Regions from separate parts of the Triticum aestivum genome. Here region 2 is linked to region 1. The links are chromatin contacts, called in public Hi-C maps. All regions are on one chromosome and are shown on one strand. The core of a region is the stretch at or near the end of the contact, and the rest is flanking DNA. Distances in the headings are between cores, read along the strand shown. Region 1 holds the start of LOC123123268. Region 2 holds the start of LOC123125801 (cysteine-rich and transmembrane domain-containing protein 1).

Region 1 (4,263 bases), core at 1,037-3,536:
AGCTTATGGTTTTGATAGTAAAAAGACTGTCTACAGTTAACATACACTTGATAGAATCCTTGTTGTTAGACACCACAATTTCTCACATCCATTTTTTATGTCATCCCCAAGAGCTAGAGTATTATCCACTTAGTTCTTATAAATCTAAAATCCTCCCAACCTTTCTGCATGGTATCAACTACAATAATATTGTAATCAAAACTCAAATTGTGCAGTCTAGCATAAGAGAGATTTAAAGAGGTTTATTATCCACCTACCAATCTTCCCAAAATCAACTATTTTTGCCATTACCCACTTATTTTTGCAATGTTGGTAGAATATGTCTTTTATTTTCATGAGACTCAACTAAAAATGGGAGTCCCCAGTCTTAGGTTTAGTTGCAGAAAAACAACCATTCCGAACATATTTGTTCAGGAGAATTGTTTGCTAGAGACCATTTATAGTCTCTAACTTCCATAACCATCTAGCCAACATACATGTGCTCATGAGGCCAAGATATCTAATCCCTAGGCCCCCTTGCTTTTTAGGTCTAAAGCCATTGTCCCAGTTTACTAAGAGATATTTTTTTCTGTTGTCACTCCTGCTAAACAAACCTAGCCATGAAGAAATTGGCTCCTTTCTTCACACCAACCGGGATGTGGGTAGAAAGACATCATATAAGTGGCATCATCCCCTTCTGATGTTAAAGAACCGAGGACAAATCATCCCCATTAGCAATATTATAATCAAAATCAGCGGCATGATCATCTTTTGTTGAAAAATCCAACAAATAACTATTTGAAGCATGCAAATCACATCTCTGAACCGTATTTCTCGCAGCTACAAATCCTCACACCATTAATTTGTACATGAGAATGTAAAAAATTGTAGAGACCAACAATCTTACTGTAAAACGAAGCAGCAAAACGGCCGCATGAGTCCTCATCGTCGGACTCCTTCCCGGCTAGCAGCCAAAATTGACTGCTAGCCAGGGAGACACCTACTCATCGTCGACGCTCCGTGCAAGCGCCTGGATCCGTGCAGAACGTCGGGGGAACCGAGGAGAGCGACGCGGCAGTTGGGAAACCACCCGGACCACCTTCTTCCTAGGCACCACCCGCACGCCGTTGTCGGTCACGACGGGCGTCGCCCGACTGCGTGGCGACGACCTCACTGTCATGATCACCACCCCCAAATCATCCCTGTCTAGGTCGGACAAAACCCAATCGCGTGACGCGTAAGGTTTCCACCATGCGCGCCCCAGATCATCGGGTTTCCCCTCCATCATCGCCCAATAGATGATCTCGAGCGGGGACTTCCCCTTGATCTGAATCCGTTCCTCCTTCGAAGCTTATCGAATCACCAGGCGTGAATCCCGATGCATCTCCTCCGCATCCTTGTACCACATATAGATATGGCGAAGCATCGTCATCTTTTTCTCGTCGCCGCCCGCGATCGCCGCCGCCATGCGCTCCCCCCATGCCCAATACCCGTGATTCGCTATCGCCGCCATGTGCTCCTCCCACGCCCAAGGCCCTTTCGTTGCTGAGATCTGAGACAGAGGTCGGAAGGGGAGAAGCGGATGGATCGTAGAGACCCTCGTGCCTCCTCGTCTAGATTTAATGCCTGCAAAAGTCGTAGGTACTCATTGCCCGCATCGCGGTTTCTCCGAGATTGGTGCGCGATCGACGCGGTTTTTCTTTCTTTCTTTCTTTCTTGCGAGGACGACGCTGATTTTTTGGAAATTATTATGTCCTAGATCTCGAGAAATCATTTATGATGGGCCATCCTATCAGGATCCCACTTGCCCAAATTGCATTCCACTAAAACCAGAATTGATAGTCGTGTATCTAAGATGCCGATCATGGGAAGATCATGACCAATATTTGTGTATATACTATACTTAAACACCAAGCAACTCAGAGAGAAGTATACTTAATATTATTGGCGTCTGTTCATCCACAGAAGGAGCACAACCCAACAAGATTACACCAAACGTGACGCTGCATCAGTTTCAGTCTCGCAGCGGGACGGAAACGCTGCCGTGGGAAAGCGGAGAAAAAACTGTTGTAAAACGAGGCGAGGACAGCGTGGTAAACGGTGTCCGGTCCGGTCCAGTCCGACCCCCGCCGCACCGCAAACGCACCATTTCCGCGAACACGCCGCGCCCGACGTGCGCCCCAGCCGCCGAACGGGTCAAACCAGCACAAACCCCTGCCCTCACCGACAGACCGGCCCCACCTACAGCCCGACCCCACTCGCAGCCACACCCCGCACCCCGTTATTAACCCCGCGCACAGCCACAACCAAAATCAATCACCTCGCCTCGCCCCGTCGTCAACCTCGCCGCCTACCATCCCAGAGAGAATTCCCTCAGACAACTACCAGTCCACCGCCGCCGCCGCCGAGCCCCGGCCGCGCATGGAGCTGTTCGCGCACGCCAAGGCGGTGCGGCTGAAGAGCCGGCACGACAAGTTCCTGTACGCGGACGAGGACGAGCTGCACGTCACGCAGGACCGCAACGGCTCCTCCCCGAGCGCGCGCTGGACGGTGGAGCCCGTGCCGCACGCGCCCGGCGCGGTGCGCCTCCGCAGCAGGTACGGCCGCTACCTGGCCGCCTCCACGGAGCCGTTCCTGCTGGGCATGACGGGCCGCAAGGTGCTGCAGGCGGCCGCGGCGCCCGGGGGCCGCCCCGACGCGTCCGTCGAGTGGGAGCCCGTCCGCGACGGCTTCCAGGTGCGCCTCAAGTCCCGCGCCGGCGGCGTCCGCGGGGGCGGGGACAAGTACCTCCGCGCCAACGGGGGCGTCCCGCCCTGGCGCAACTCCGTCACCCACGACGTGCCGCACCGCACCGCCACCCAGGACTGGGTGCTCTGGGACGTCGAGATCGTGCAGGTGCTCACCCCCGGCCCGGCCACGCCCGCGCCCGAGAAGGCCGCGTCGGCGCCCCCCGCCGCCCTCGCGCCGGACTCGCCGCCCGCGCCCAAGCTCAGGCCCGCCCCCACCCCCTACGAGGCGCACCACCGGCCCACCAAGTCCCAGACGTCCCCGCCGCCGCCGGACTACGCGCCGCCCCCGCCGCCCAAGCCCAAGCCGGAGCCCAGGCTCTCCAAGCTGGAGGTATCCCCCTTTTTCTTCTCTTGCGTCTGATTGCGAATAATTGACTTCCGTTTTCGTCCTGACGACGGCATTGACTTCGCAATGCTCGTCTCTGTGTCCGTCGAATTGCTAGTTTTGCTAGGCGCTTCGCAGTTTTAATTCGCAGAATAGTTGAATCTGAACTGCATCTAAGTGTTAGATTAGTGCTTTTGGAATGCTAATCGCGCTTAGGAGAAACACTTAGATTATTTCCCCACAATGCACAGCAATTGTCTGCCAGTGGTCATGTGGCTTCACATTGCTGGCATCGGTTGTATCACATGGCCCAGATACAAGTGTCGCTTTGCTTTGAATGTGCCGATGAAGTAGATATAGATAGGCTTTCTGCATTTTGTCACATTGCTTGAAGTAGATAGGCTTTGCGCATTTCGTGTTGTGATAGCTATGTGGTGGCCGTTGTTGTACTGGTTGGGTGTACGCAATTCTGTTGGTCTCATGTGTCATGTGTAACGTTCGCTCTTGAGCTCTCCCAAACTGTTGCTGCTATCGCAAGCAATCTGTATTATGCAATCTAATGCTGGGCTTATTGTAGCATTCATCCCAACTTTTCTTTTGTTGGTAAGGAATCATCATCATCATCATCAAATCTTCTGTCATATTTTGGGTAACTTTTCAAAGTGCTGTCAAGTGCATCCTGAGAAACTCTCCTTTCTCAGCTCTGTACAGTCGAGCTAGGCTGTATAGCATTACTCTGTATTGTTGAAATTTTCAGAATTTTTATCTTCTGTACTGAAGAACTTGCACGTTGCATCTACACTTATCTTTGGTATTGTCGTCATTAGTCTGAACTTTTATGGTGGGTGAGAAAATATTAACACTGTGCTTCTTTCTTTTATCGTCAGTCTTCCGATTCATTCTCTGCCCCGTTGCACAAGGTGCAGGGTCGTGCGATCCACTACCACATTGCAGACGATAAGGGCGACGTGGACGATGATATCGAGAGACGCTCATTCACGTTTAATGGCTCTAACCTGGAGGAGCTCACCCAGAAGTTACAAGAGGAAACAGGCATCGATGATCTGATCGTCTGCACACGCAGCCCAATCAGCGGGAAGCTCACTCCTCTCCTTCTGCAGCTGCCTCCGAACAATGCAGCGATGCACATTGTGCTCGTCCGTGAGTCCT
Region 2 (4,263 bases), core at 916-3,415, 330 kb after region 1:
CTCCAGTGATCGAGCGGTACAAGTCCGGTACTACCGCCCCTCCAAGCGGTACTACCGCTCACCGGTACTACCACCCGTGGGTCCGGTACTACCGCCCTGCCTGTGCGCACCCGCGGGCCTTTGGCCTTGTATCCCTCTCCCACTTACCCCTTCGTGGCTTCAATAGACCACCCCCACCTCCTTTCTAGGGTTAGCAAATATGATAGCTCATTTGTATGTGAGCTTTGCTCCTACCTTCTCCTCTTGAGAGAGAGAGACTACTCCATTGGAGGCCAAGACCTCCATCTTGGAGAAGATCCTGCGGGATATCATCAAGACCCCCTCGCGGGAAGATCCGTCTAGGATACCATCAAGACCTCCTCTTGGAGATGAACTTTACCTTGTATCTTTCTCTTTGTTGTTCATGTACCTTGTGGATCTTGTGTGTTTGATTGTCTAGTGGATGTGTGATTGGACTTGTTCTTGAGCGTTTCTTGTGATTTCTCTCCGTTCTTCCCCGTGTTCTTCGTGTTCTTCGTAGGATCCCCTCCATTTCGTGAAAGATCGGGCATCTAGGGTTCTACTCTACATCATCTTGGATCAGAGGAAGGTTGATCACGAATTTGGAGTCCCTACCCCTCTTTTTCTAGCCTAATTTTGTTGTGTTCTTCCCTAATTTCGAAAATCCCCACCAAAAATAGCCCCAATTTTTTTTGTGATTTGTTGGTTTGATGATGTTTTGTTGATTTTGATCCGTGGATTTGTTTGGTTTCGAGTGGATCTAGCATCTCCCCAAGTTTAACCACTTTCCATCCACGAAATCCATCCAATTTTGCCCCCGAAATCATCCTTTTCCGCCCCAATTTCGCCCCGATACCGATCTGCGAATTTTCCCGACACGAGCGGTACTACCGCCATTCCAAGCGGTCCTACCGCTGAGCACCACAAGCGTTACTACCGCCCTCCCAAGCGGTACTACCGCCCTCCCAAGCGGTACTACCGCCCCACCCCGATTCATCCTTCCGAGTTTCACCGTTTTGACCATAACTTCCACATCCGGAGTCCGATTTTCGCGTTCTTTAGCTCGTCGAGAAGCTATTGACATCCCCCATCCACCTAGATAGGTTCCAACATCATTTGGCACCATCAAATTTTCCAAAATTTGGCAAGTTTTCCTAGGCCCTCCACCATATCATCCGCATAACCACCATGGCCTTCCGCAACCTATACACCATCTTTGTGTACACCATCTTTGTATACACCATGAGCCGGAAGAATCCATACACCATCTTTGTGTTAACAGTTTGGGAGTTGTGGAAGCATAGGAATGCTATCGTGTTCGAGGGAGCACGGACGTCAATCGAGCAGTTACTACATAGAGTAAGGTTAGAGGGCATGGTGTGGTCGACGGCCGGATTACTGGAAGGGAATGTAAACCCCTTCTTCATTACGGTAACGAGGTGAGAGCGTAGTGAGGAGTAGCGTGTCTTGATGTACGTGTAAACTTTGTCTTTCTTCTTTAATACATATAATATGCACACTCATGCATATTCGAGGGAAAAAAACCGCGATCGGTCGCATACAACATCTCTTTAAAAGAGCTGCTCTAACCATTGACAAGGTCTCCTCCCTGCTTCACCTCCTTCGCCGTTCCACCTCGCTGGGGATACGAATCCGGCGGCTCGAGTAATAAATAAAATCATGGACCAATGAGCAATAGGTATTCAAAAAGAAATCCCAACAAAAATTGAAAAAGGTGGCGTACCGGAGAACAGCCGGGACAGCACTGCTGGCCTGGTGAAGACGTGCGAAACTCCTCCAGGGCCAGACCACGCCCACGCGGCTTGACCACATGGCCTGCTGCTATGTTTGGGGGGGTCGGCAGCGATCGAGCCGGTACCAGAACCAAGCCAGCCGCCTAAAACGGAAAGAAAAATCCCTTTTCGAACCGCGAAACGGAAGGATGACAAGGCTGCCATTGCCCATGCCAGCGTGCACCGGCGCAGCAGAGGAGAAGAGAAGGCATACGCGCAGCGCGGTAGGAACACAACGCACGGCTGGGATGGAATCGGATGCCAAAACCTCGTTGCAAAGCAAAGCAAAGCAACCCGGTGAGGGTTCGATTCGGCGGCCTTCTTTTGCGCGCTTTTCCAGATGCCTCGCCACACCGGAGAAGCATCGTTTCGCTTCGGCCGACACGCATGGCCTACCCGCCTTTACCCCGCGCGCGCCACGTCCAACCGCGCGAGACGCACACGGCTGCCTCGCCGGCCGGCTATAAGTACACGCGGCCGCCGCCCAGAAACGCCATTAGCCACCCACTTCATTTACCTGCTCCACTGTTACCCGTCCATCACCTTCCAGCCGCTTCCTTCCCCATCCGTCCCCGGCGTCACTGTCGACTCGTACAGAGTAGCGAGTTCGTCGTCTCGGGCGAGATCAGGATGAGCGACCCCAAGTACGCCTACCCCTACCCCGCGCAAGGTACGCTAGCGCTCAGCTCACCCTCATCATCTCTTTAGTCTGCAGAGAAGAACCAGAAGAGGATCCAAGATGCGGCCGGGTTTTCTTTTCGTTTCTTGATCTTGATCTTGATGGTCTGTTATTGGTCATTTATGTATGCAGGTTACTACCAGGGGGGGCCATACCAGGGGCAGGGCGGCCCGTACCAGGGGCCGCCGGTGATGGCGCCGCCGCAGTACGCCGCGCCGCCGCCGCGCGCCCAGCCCAGCTTCCTCGAAGGCTGGTACGTACTCAATTACCTCCTGCACGGCTAATTGCTTGTTCCCGGCCGCTACTTTTTCTCATGATTTGGCTCCCACGCTAGCTCAACTCACTAGCTTAGCTAATTTACCTACCTAGTACTCAACTGACTCTGCGTTCTTGCTGTGCAGTTTGGCTGCGCTTTGCTGCTGCTGCCTGATCGACGAGTGCTGCTGCGACCCCTCCATCATCTTCGTCGGCTAGATCAGCCGGCCAAGCCCGGCATGCGTCAACTGTACAAAGAGATGGCCTCAAGGATATTATTTACCACGTTGTTGCCACGCTATATATGATGATCTCTCTCTATATATGTATGCATGTATTCGCTTATTATTGTTATCTCACTACGGTGCTGCCTACCTGTGTAACTCGAATCCATCAGTAACAAAGGCTTTATGATCTTACCATCTTCCATCCGCATCCCTTTTCCTCTGCTTGTTGTTAGTTGTACCCTTGCACGTGTTGCTCATTCATTGTGCTCAGTAGTGATGATTTGTGATCAATTCTGGATTATTGTGGTTGGGTGGAATGTGGATACGCGGGCGAGACATCTCTGCACTGAACGAGAGCGAAAGGTAACAACAATTTGCGAGAATCAATGCTAAAGCAATACTATCCTGCTATAAAGCAGGTGCTCGGAACAAAGATAAAAGGGCAAAAAAAAAAAACAGGTGATTCGAACAAAAAAATTGACAGAAAAAATGAGATAGCTCTGATAGAGACGGTAGAGATGACCATCACCGTGGGTTCTCTGGACGTGCGGTGGATAATCAGGTGTCGAAAGGGACTGAGGGAGCAGTTGACAGACGGTTGGAACGATCTTGCAGAAAAGGACGTTTACTGGATCACTTTCTCAAAAACAAGAAAAGAGTCTACGATGATTTTGGGAATAAAAAAATGTAGTCTGTAAACTTGCAAATTATTCCACTCAACGCAAAAATAAAAATAAAAATAAATTCTGAACAGTATCTTAAATTTATCTGAAAATCATTTAATTGGGCCCTCAGCCCTACAGAGTACATCATACATGTCTGTCAGCCATCGTTCAGTTGGAATCAAGTTGGAATCAGAACCACAAGACATGAAACACATTTTCCTTGTTCGATAAAGAACTTCAAGTTGATGACTACCGTCCAGCCAATAGCGATGGATGTATGGAGAACTGGAAATTGGTAATGGAGCTTGAGCTCCATGGGACTCGAAATTTGAAAAACTCACAACTAGGCCCTGGCTGCCCCGCGCGGCTGATCCCCCCCGTTGAAAATTTAAAAAAAAAACTCACAACTCAAATTTTGAAGTTCCGAGAAATTCTGAAAAATACACATGTACATTTGGGATATGGTCTACAAGTGTGAAAAGTTCCATGATGTGGGCTAAAAAAAAGCAATATCATGCATTTTTAGCACATGTACTGTTCACTATAGAAGTTCATGAAAAATTTTTTTGTTGCTCGCATAACAACTTATTTCATCATGAAAACTTACATTTTTTTTGTTGCTCACATAACAACTTATTTCATCA

Evidence for each region. A called contact is a pair of places that touch in the nucleus more often than the background predicts.
Region 2: a contact with region 1 is called in a Hi-C map of leaf, with 4 times the contacts expected there. The contact joins the promoter of LOC123125801 here to the promoter of LOC123123268 in region 1. A contact is called at or near these places in 1 of 5 Hi-C or Micro-C datasets (leaf) and 1 of 1 datasets of contacts at active chromatin or transcription factors (leaf).

Annotation. Positions count from the first base shown.
Region 1 is chr5D:505,810,502-505,814,764 of IWGSC CS RefSeq v2.1, forward strand. LOC123123268 reads left to right here and starts at 2,287. Exons shown (of 3, transcript XM_044543747.1): 1 at 2,287-3,099; 2 at 3,981-4,263. The coding sequence starts at 2,401.
Region 2 is chr5D:506,137,712-506,141,974 of IWGSC CS RefSeq v2.1, forward strand. It overlaps LOC123125801 (cysteine-rich and transmembrane domain-containing protein 1), which reads left to right and starts at 2,166. Exons shown (of 3, transcript XM_044546254.1): 1 at 2,166-2,463; 2 at 2,605-2,725; 3 at 2,874-3,154. The coding sequence starts at 2,181. The coding sequence ends at 2,946.